Linked DNA regions of Gossypium hirsutum: region 2 is linked to region 1. A link is a contact called in public Hi-C data. All regions are on one chromosome and are shown on one strand. The core of a region is the stretch at or near the end of the contact, and the rest is flanking DNA. Distances in the headings are between cores, read along the strand shown. Region 1 holds the start of LOC107929452 (abscisic acid 8'-hydroxylase CYP707A2). Region 2 holds the start of LOC107929447 (ABC transporter E family member 2).

Evidence for each region. A called contact is a pair of places that touch in the nucleus more often than the background predicts.
Region 2: a contact with region 1 is called in a Hi-C map of hypocotyl, with 3 times the contacts expected there. The contact joins the promoter of LOC107929447 here to the promoter of LOC107929452 in region 1. A contact is called at or near these places in 2 of 34 Hi-C or Micro-C datasets (hypocotyl and leaf).

What each region holds. Positions count from the first base shown.
Region 1 is chrA08:110,004,667-110,010,277 of Gossypium_hirsutum_v2.1, forward strand. It overlaps LOC107929452 (abscisic acid 8'-hydroxylase CYP707A2), which reads right to left and starts at 2,773. Exons shown (of 7, transcript XM_016860880.2): 1 at 2,511-2,773; 2 at 2,099-2,417; 3 at 1,603-1,989; 4 at 1,340-1,514; 5 at 1,021-1,127; 6 at 785-903; 7 at 238-657. The coding sequence starts at 2,710. The coding sequence ends at 564.
Region 2 is chrA08:110,262,926-110,268,536 of Gossypium_hirsutum_v2.1, forward strand. It overlaps LOC107929447 (ABC transporter E family member 2), which reads left to right and starts at 2,117. Exons shown (of 12, transcript XM_016860873.2): 1 at 2,117-2,422; 2 at 3,028-3,113; 3 at 3,214-3,311; 4 at 3,420-3,537; 5 at 3,618-3,707; 6 at 4,365-4,669; 7 at 4,760-4,955; 8 at 5,041-5,226; 9 at 5,333-5,602. The coding sequence starts at 2,320.

The DNA.
Region 1 (5,611 bases), core at 1,523-4,022:
GTCTCGTTGAACCCAAACATTAACAGTGATTGAAGGCATAAACTATGAAACCAATTAATAAATGGATGATTGGAAAGAGATAAAAGAAACGTAGGGCAGGCCATTTGAAGAAGTTTCATTGATTAGTGAGGATTTATGTGCTCACATTGAAGTTTGAAGCATTCTTAATCTCAATCAAATTCATTGCTGGAAATATTCTGTCAATAAGTAATCAAAGTCAACCAAATCAACACGATGTATAAAATTTTCAATAATTCATATAAATATGAATAATATATATTTTTTGCCTTGCGGACTTCATTTAAATTAAGAAAACTTACAAAAGACACTCCCTTCCATTTTTTGTTATTCTTTGCTATAAGTTGGAGAAAGAATAAACAGGAAACTGTTTGCAGATTTTGCTTTTCTTTTCTGTACAGTTTGGGGACTTGGTTTTTTTTCTTTCTATTTTTGTTATTTATGATCTCAAGTTTCTTCATTTGTCCAAAAAGCTCTTTGTTGGAACTGTCTTCGCCTTTGCATTCTTTGCTTCATACTCTAAAATTAAGAAATTGAGTGCATGCCTATGATTTTCTGATTAATCTGATGGGCAAACCATTCTGGGGAAGAGCAAAAGGACCATACTGAATTCCACTATTTGTACCCACCACAGACCACCTGCAAAAAAATCACATTCATATGTCATGTTTTATTTTATATTTCTATTAATAGAAACAATCAGATCATAAAAATCCCACAAACTGAGAAAAAGAAAAAAGGAAGAGATTGAAAGACTGTCGGTTACCTGTACTTCGTGGTCAGATGATGGAGAAGGACCATGATTTCCAGCTTGGCTAACTCATTCCCTGGACATGAATGTGTTCCATTGCCAAATGGCATAAATGTATTGGGTTTTGGAACAAACTGTTCAATCATTGAGCAAAAGTATGCTTTAGGTGATTGCTACTTACTCTCTCTCCTTTTTTTTTTTTAATTTAAAAGAAAAAAAATTGAAAACAACAAAACTCTGCATAAGTCTACCTCAAATCTTGAAGGATCAAACTTTTCAGGATCTGGGAAGATTTCTGGGCTGTGATGAATGTTTCTAAAAAGTGGTAAAACTTTCCATCCTTTTGGTATAAGATACCCTGTTTAATATTTTTCACAACAAAAAGACAAGTTAGGCTATTTGAACCAAAAAGGCAAAGGTAGTAGCATTATACTCTTAACAGTTATATAGATTGAATTATCTGTATTGAAATGTGGACCGATCAAGATTTCAAATCAAATGAAATCTTTTATCACTAAAGAGTGACTTAGTATGTGTATATATATTGACAGAGGTTGTGGTGCAACTGACCTTCATATTCAACATCAGCCACTGCTTCTCTGAAGGTAAAAGATAAAATCGAAGCAACCCTAAGTGTCTCCTGAATCACTCTTGAAGTTATGGGCATCTTCTTGGTATCTGCCCAGCTCAGAGTTTGCTCCTCACCGCATTTCTCTTTACCTTTCATTATGGCCTCTTGTTCATCCTGTAAAACACCACAAGAAACAACCAAGTCAGTGTGTCTATGGTGGAGTTTTCTTGGACTAGTCCCATAGGAGGAGCAATAAACTTACCGTGACAGCTTGAAGAACGCTGGGGTTTTCTCCAAGGTACTTAATTATCCAAGTGAGTACACTAGCGGTGGTGTCACGAGCAGCAAAGATTACACCAATGATGTTATCAGCGATTTGTTCATCGGTGAGGCCTTCTTTATCACCCATGAAAGAACCCAACAAGTCATTGTACTCCTGCTTCGTTTCTCTCCTGGTCGATATGATTTTGGCCAGGATCTGAGCTAGCTCTTTCCTTGCTTTCATCGATTTGTTGAAAAGTGTACCCGGAATGTTAATGGGCATCGAGTTATAACCTTTTTCTAATATGTAATAACACCTCTTCAGATCTTCTCTGTACTTCACTTCATCCTCTCCGAATATCGATAGCAGCGCAACATTGAATGTGTACTGCAAATATAAAAAATATATTTGATATCAACATATCATCAAACACAGGGTAAACAAAAACAGAGGAAACAACCCTGTTTTTTTTTCCCTCTCTGTTTTTTAGGCTTACCGTTTTCATTTCTTGGAAAGTGGTAATCAGCCTGCCTTCCAATGACTGGAGAGAATCTTTGGCAATGGATTCGATGTTGGAAACGAAGCTTTTGATGGCTTCAGGCACGAAGGCACGGAGCACAAGCTTCCTCAATTTGGCATGGTACTGTCCTTGGCTAAAGAAAATGGCTTGTTTGCCCAACATCCTCTCTTTACTGGCCGGAAACGTTGGCTTGAAGAGGTGAGACTTGGTGACAAGCACAAATTTCGCAGCTTCCGGGCTGGAAATCATCACACAGGGACACCCGAGTATATGGGTCTTGAATATGGAGCCGTACCTATATAAAAACAAACAAACACAAGCCACAGCCCATTGTAAGCATGCATTACATTACACTGCAAAGAACATGCCACAAAGAAAAATAACACACCTTTTCTGCTTGGAAGCAAAGAAGACATTTGGGTTTTGGGAGTAGAGCTGAAAGGTTTCACCGATGTACGGCCAACCCAAGGTGCCTGGCGGGAGGGGTAAATCCCGGGATTTTTTGGATTTGAACAAATTAAGCAGAGAATTGAAGAGAAAAATAAAGAAAATGGAAGCAAATAAGGGAATCATGAAATAGAATGCCATGTTTAATAAATTATAAATAGGGTGGAAATCTTGGTAGCTGAATGGTGAAGAAGTTGTGTGATGGAAACAAGTGAGCAGCAGGTATATATATAGGGGGGGGGGACTGGGGATTGGGTCGGGCTCGGTCGGGTCGGGTTAGAAATATGAAAAGGATATAGGAAGGGAAAAGGAAGGGGGTTTGAAATACAACTTGAATCCCCCACACGCGGAATCTCCCTCCAGCTCATTGCATGTTTTCTAGTTCTACTCATCTGTACTCTTTATCCGTGCTAATATATTTTCTGTGACTCAGTTCATTGTTACATATTCTATTTTTATTATTTTATTAATATTAAAATTTCATCTCACTATTTTTTTTATTTAATTACCGATGTTAACGTTATCAGTAAAGGTCAAAGCTTTAAACCTTGTGCTTTTAGTTATATTTGTGGGTTTTAATTCGATTTGATCGGTTTATTTTAATCTTAATTATTTTGATTATTAATTTATTTTATGTTTTATCTTAGTTTAATTCTATTTTATAATTATTTGAATATATATCTATTTTTATGTGTGAGTTTTAATCTCGTGGAATAATTTTAGTCTAGATTATTTTGATTCTTAGATTATTTATATTTGATTTTGATTTGATTATAATTTGTCCTTACTTAAACTCATATTTGTGATTGTATTATAATCACAATGTTGTATAATTTTTATCTATTTCTTTTTTTTCATATATTTTTATTAATGACTGTGAATGTTTTTGTATTATTTTACAATAAAAACATAATTATTAACTATAATTTAATATATAGATTGAGTCTTAACTCGACTGACATTAAAATTATTATCAATGTAAGAAAATATGAATTCCCTGAAGTGAATTGTACTCTTATTTAAAAATTAACTAGTAACTGTAGATAATTTAAAATGATTAAATGTAAAAAAACTATAAATTAGTCATAAAATAAAAATAGCAAGCACGTGGCAGGACTGAAAGAAAAGAAAGCAGAAAGAGCGCGTGAGTGTTTGACCAGAATCAAGAAAAGGTTGGGTTTTAAGACATGAAAGAAAACGTCCCTTAAGCAAGACAAAAGGAGAGTTTGAAGTTAGAAGTATGAGTCACTTTAACGAGCTCAATCCGTACTCACTTTTTCTTTGAACATCCAAATATTGAAGGGTAGAAACCCCATAGTCTTTTACCATACCTCACTCTAAAAGTCTGCAATTTTTATACGCTTCACCAAAATCTGTGCCATATGTTTTAAATCTTAAACTAAAATAATTTGTCATTCAAAACCCCCATCTTTGAATTGGAGACAGTTCAAAGCATGCCTTTTTATTTTCAAAGCAAAACCCCACTTTGAACAAGCTGCAATAAAAGCTTATACAATATATTTATCAATATATATAATAAGCAGCCAAAAGAGTGAGAGTGTTTAATAAATGTTGGGTTGGATTTGGGTGGTGTTTTGGTGAGTCAAAACCTTTGTCAAGCCCCAACCAAAAATAAAGACTTACATATACAAGAAACGAAGTCACCGTGTACTGCTTCAATAAAAATGTGGTTTCTCATTTATACTCAAAATCACCATAATTGAATAATATTTTTGGTCTGTTATAGGTTTTATAGGTTTAGGAATTAGTCCAAAACCTCAATTTTTTTCCATCTTGGGTGGGGGGCTCTCAATCATCAATTTATCATCTCTTATGCTCATCAACATTCTATTCTTAACTATTTTTAATATTTCATCTACATCATTAATTAGTGTAGCCATGATAAGATTTTTTAATTATATGTGAATTTTAATGTTTAAATGCATTTAGCACTTTGATTTTATTTAAGTTATACTAATTTGAAAAAAAAACAAATAAATCTATTTATTCTACATTAATTAGTAACTATAATTATACTAAAATAACATTATATATTAAAAAAAAATCATGCTTTTTTTCCTTTTCGAGTACATTTTCATCCAAAATAACTAGTAATGTACCAATGACTATGAACTTAGTAGCTTACCCTTTTTTTTTTTTAACTAAGCTACCGATACTGATATATTTTCTTTTATATGGTAACAAAAGGAATAAAATGAAGCGAAACTTGAAAGAAAAACAACAGGGATAGTAAAATGATTATATTACAATACCAATGTAGTATTTTCTTTAGTAATGTGATGCACTTACAGTTAAAGACATATTCATATTATACATGTACATGCTATGTTTAAATAGAATTGTCTAAATAATGGTTTACCACTTACTTTTCCAAAATTTAAATTCGAATGGATTCTATAGATGAACAATCTTTGATCATCAAACCAATCACAAGAATTCAATACCGATATAATTAAAGTAAAAGTCACGAGTAATTGAGCATTTATAGTAGTTAAATAGTAGCTATTGGTGGCAAAAAAAACAACAGCAATACTAGTATTAAAATATGGTGTGATATGTTCCACCGGGTTAATATTTGATATTATTATTGTGTGTACTAGATGTTGATATATTATAAAAAAGTTGAAATTAAATTTACCTAACTTTATTGTTGATGAGGCAATAAATTGATTCATCCATAAGCTATACAATTATATATTGTTAGTGCATCAAATATAAATTATATATAGAGTGATATTGATTATTTCTTCAATAATACCATTCAGAGTTAAAAAGTAAAAAATTAAGCATTTTGTATTAGAGAGATGGAGATAAAATTATAAAATTTGAGAGGTAAAAATTTAAAATTTTATATAAAAAAACCCTAATTTGAATTATTAGTTTTTAAAAAGAGGTTAAAATTTAATCAAACCAAAATCCCTACTTGCCTTTTGATCCGCATATATATTTGCAAATATTTTTGTTTCCATTTGTTTACGGTCTTTGGGTGTTTAGGATGGCAATGGAGAGGTAATTAACATT
Region 2 (5,611 bases), core at 867-3,366, 260 kb after region 1:
TGTGGATTGGAGCGGACTTGACACATGAAAATTGTTTGTATTTTCACTGCCCACTGTTCAAAAACTTTTTTGAACAATCTCATTATAGGTGTCGATCATATCTGCTCTTTTTGACACAATGTCTAGAGCTACCCATAGCCCTTCTCCAACCCATAAGTAGGAGGATAATGCGTTTTAACGCATTCGAAGCCACGCCCTCCTACATTGACAACAATATCCATATAAATTGAAGAAAATTTTAATGTATGTACAAAATGAGGCAAAAAAATTTTTGGTTTGGTGCACAATTATTGTGGGCCTCTGTAATTGGATGAAGACCAAAAAATGTAACCTATAAATATAATTTTTAAGATTCAATATTAAAATAGTTATTTATATTATAAAATTAGAAGAAATATAGAAAGGATATAAAACTAAAAGAAATATAGAATGGACAAAAGATGAAAGGATTATTTAACTTCCACATTGGCCTCTTATAAGCTTGTACATGCCCTCTATTTATAAGACTTCAAAAACCATAAGTTACAAAACATTAAAGACCAACATTAATGTATCTTATAAATTATTTAAGGGTTACAAACTAATGAATTTAGGGGTTATGGATATTCATTTTTTAGGAGTTACAATAGGATGAAATTGGGGGTTATGGACATCTATTTTATCAAATGATTTACAACAATTTATGTTTCTAGATCGTTACTTGAATTTAATTTTCATCACACATGTTAGTTGTTTTTATCAAATTGATGTGGCATATTGTCGCTTGTTTAAATCTGATTGATCCACATCATCTAATTTTATAGGAGTTACAAAAATAGATTAAAATATGTGATGAGAATCAAATTTTGGTACATATCAGGACAAAAAATATAGATATCAATCTGAACATTAAAAATCAAACTCAAGTATTAGAAGGCATATTTATGCTATTCAAAACAAAAATTTGTTATTTGTTAATATACTATGAGTAAGTTATGGATTTAATTTAATACTCTAATTTGGTCAATTATAGTTTAGTTTGTACTTTTTGAACTATGAAATTTCAATATTGGTCCAAATGGTAAGTATTAAATTTGTTAGGTCAAATTCTACTTTAGTGACGTATTATGTGTAAGTTATGAATTTAGTCTCTATTCTCTAATTTGATCATTTTTAGTTTGCTATACTTTTCAAATTTTGAAATATAAGTTGACGCAAATTGTAGACATTAAATCAATTAAAGTATAATAATATGGTTATTTTTAGTGTCATATAATAATAGCAAGCTAACTTGACATTTGCACATGTAATATATTATATTGGTCATATAAGATTTTGGAAATAAGAGAATTTAACTTAACGAATTTAATGTTACCATTTGGTTAAAGACTAAAATTTCAAAATCTGAAAAGTATAAGAACTAAAAGTAACAAATTAGAATATATAAACTAAATTTGCAACTTATTCATAGTACAGGGAGTAATAGCAATATTTGACAAAAAATATCAACAGTAAATCGCACAAGAAACATAAAGTCATATTAAAAAAAGTTTAAACTCTACTATTAGTATTTGCGATTAGTAAAAGTTGTGGATTTAACCCCTATACTTTTATTTGGTCATTTTTTGTCTTTTTACTTTCAAAATTTTTAAATTTCAATTATCACCAAATAATAATTGCTAAATTCATTAAGTAAAGTTCCACTACTACAAAATCTAATGTGTTAATATTATTATATGTTATTATTTCCACGTATTACTCACTAAAAATCTAATTAATGGATTACTCATTTGAATTAAGATTGTAATTTCAAGTTTTGAAAAGTATAGGGATTTAAAATGATCAAATTAGAGAAAATGGATTAAATCTATAATTGTACATAGTATAGGACTAGTAATTAAATTTAATCAAATAAATTTAACTGCTATTGTTTGGGCCAGGACTAAAATTTTAAATTTTGGAAAGTAAAAGGACTAAAATTTATCAATTTGAAATTTATGGGGACTAAAATTGATCAAATAAAGGTATAGGGACTAAGTCCACAACTTTTGAAAAATACAGGGACTTCTAGAAGAATTTAACCTAGAAAACGGAGAAAGAAACATATAAAAAAGTCATAAATGTAAACAGTAAAACACTAAAACAGAGAGAAAACCCTAAAAGTCCCTCCACGTGCGTTGCGTGTGCTCTACGCTCACCTCATCTCCGTCCCGATCGAAGCACACGCCTCCTCCCTCTTTTTCTCCTCCTTTTTCCATAAGCTAAATAAACGCAGCCCGATCTTCAAATCCCTACACCTAATAAATCCATCGGTTTTCGTTTTGTAAATCCGACGGAGAGATGGCGGATCGCTTGACGCGTATCGCGATTGTCAGCTCCGACCGCTGCAAGCCCAAGAAGTGCCGTCAGGAATGCAAGAAGAGCTGTCCTGTTGTTAAAACTGGTAACATAAACTTTATTCTTCCCGTTACTGATTATCTTTTTCATTTTTTTTAGTATGGAATTGTTTTCCTGTTTTTGGAGATTTAGAATTAGGGGTTAATCTAATTTCATCTTAATCGAATTACCTTAAATGTATTGTTTCATTATTTCTTCCCGAACGATGTTGATTATTGGAGAATCGGTGAAAGTATCAAGGAAACTTACTGTGCTTGTGTTGCAAGCCGGATTAATATCAGCCGGTAACCTGAAAGAAATAGGGACGAATATAGAAGAACAGTGAAGAAGTATAAGATAACAGATTGTTAGGAGGAAACTATATTTCTTGGATACGGAGTTCTTGTCACAATAATGTTTCTGACAGCATGTATATAGGATTATTCTGAGCACTGCCAGTGGAGTTTTATTTAACTCCACAAATGGCCTTATAGTTGTAAACTAATTAATCATCATTCTAGACTTGCATTTTGGATATTGTTAATGCTTGTAACTTATTTGTCCTGTCGGACACATGATATTCAAGTCAGCTGTTAGCCTGCTACTTGGGTCTAGTTTATCTATTCTCTCCTGCTTCAGATAGTCTATCTCACTTTGTTTCTCCTTCTGCAGGGAAACTTTGCATTGAGGTTACCCCTGCCTCAAAGATTGCTTTCATCTCTGAGGAGTTGTGCATTGGTTGTGGCATCTGTGTCAAGGTATGTAACTTCACTTTGATATCGAATTCGTGTTGGTTTCTATGTTCGCAGATGACAAATAGTATGTGTCTAAAGCTGAACCACTTATCTTCTGATGCAGAAATGCCCATTTGAAGCAATTCAAATCATCAACTTACCAAGGGATTTGGATAAAGATACAACCCATAGATATGGCCCCAATACTTTTAAACTACACAGGTTTGTTCGTTCATATTGTTCTTGAAAAATTTTGTAATTTTTGCATGCTTTCTTTTTTTCTTTCTCCCACCACCTCCATTTTGAGATGGTTTTGAATTGCAATTTCAGGTTACCAGTTCCAAGGCCTGGGCAAGTTCTTGGTCTGGTTGGAACCAATGGCATTGGAAAATCAACTGCTCTTAAAGTTTTGGCTGGGAAGCTAAAGCCAAACTTGGGTCGTTTCAATGTATTTATTTGAAGTTTTGTTTCTGTAATTGCTTCTTTAGCTGTGTGCTTTCTTTACCTATTTGGATAACCTATTTGCAGAATCCTCCAGATTGGCAGGAAATCTTGACCTACTTTCGAGGATCTGAGTTGCAGAACTATTTTACCCGCATCTTGGAGGATAATCTCAAGGTGCTTCTTTGCATAATATTTGATCCTGCATCTTCTACTTTCTTGTTTCTTTATATTTGTTATTAAGTTCTAATACAGAAAATGATGAGAGTTCCAGATAATCTAGTTGCATACTATGTCAAGGCCTTCTCTAATGATCTTGCTAGTTTGTTCCAAGATTTTTCCGACTCTTAGGTTGTGAGATTCAATGAGTGGGATTGCTTCAGCGTCAAGTTCTGACTTTCATAGATTTTAATATTTTTCCATTAAACAGATTCTGTGATACACTATATGTAAATTTACAGAAATAGTTTAACCACATCCTTTTTGTTTCTTCCACTTTCATTATATTTCCAGCATAGGTATTGATTTTCTATGAAGTCTAAATCTTGGACCCTTGAGAAGCCTTGGTGGAGAACTTATGTGAAACTAAACCAGTTTCGTTTTGCTGTTAAGATAGTATAGTTTACTGATCATGTGGAATCCTACTCTTTACCTGTTATGTAAAGCTACATAACTATGGAGCGCAGAAGAAAATGCAATGATTGATAATAATTGTCAATATTGTCAACGTTTATATATTTTGTATCATTGCTTCCCTAATCATGGCAACTTAATAAGTGTCCTGCAATTCCCTGTTTTGCCTTGATATTTGCTAAATATTTTTATATTAATCAGGCCATCATCAAGCCACAGTATGTTGATCATATTCCAAAGGCAGTCCAAGGCAATGTGGGACAGGTGCTTGACCAAAAAGATGAGAGAGAGATGAAGGCCGAACTCTGTGCTGATCTTGAACTAAACCAGGTCATAGATCGTAATGTTGGGGATTTATCAGGTGGGGAGCTCCAGAGATTTGCTATTGCTGTTGTCGCCATACAGAATGCTGAGATTTATATGTTTGATGAGCCTTCAAGTTACCTTGATGTTAAACAGAGACTGAAAGCAGCACAGGTCATTCGATCTCTGCTCAGGCCTAATAGGTAAATCTCCTTTGTCCTTAGTCCTGCATGCTTCTTATAGTTTGAATGGTTCTAATTAGGGTAACCGTGCTTTTATATTTTGTATTTCAGCTATGTTATTGTGGTTGAGCATGATCTTAGTGTCCTGGATTACTTGTCGGATTTCATTTGCTGCTTGTATGGAAAACCGGGTGCATATGGAGTCGTAACCCTTCCCTTCTCTGTAAGAGAGGGAATCAATATCTTCTTGGCTGGATTTGTACCTACTGAAAATCTAAGGTTTCGAGATGAATCGTTAACCTTCAAGGTAAACCTGTTTCTATTGTTATTTGTGCACACATCATTCATCTTTAAATTCTTTTCTTGACCTATCTGTTTCCCCTTTGTTTTAGGTAGCTGAGACCCCACAGGAAAGTGCTGAAGAAATTGAAACCTATGCACGATACAAATACCCAACCATGACTAAAACTCAGGGCAATTTTAAACTTAAAGTTATGGAGGGTGAATTTACTGATTCTCAGATTATTGTAATGCTGGGTGAGAATGGTACTGGGAAGACCACATTTATTCGTATGCTGGTATTTTGCTCTTTCATCATTTGTGCATTTGTTATATTACCTGTTTTAATTCATCGTTGATCTCATCTCTTGCATAAGTTGATCAATATTATTGGATAACCTGCAGGCTGGTTTGTTGAAACCTGATAACGTAGAAGGTTCAGATGTGGAGATACCTGAGTTTAATGTTTCATACAAACCTCAAAAGATCAGTCCCAAATTTCAATCTACTGTCCGGCACTTGCTGCATCAAAAGATACGTGATTCATACATGCACCCCCAGTTTGTTTCAGATGTGATGAAGCCTCTTCTCATTGAGCAATTAATGGATCAGGAAGTGGTTAATCTCTCTGGAGGAGAGCTGCAAAGAGTTGCATTATGCTTATGTCTTGGAAAGGTAAATGTT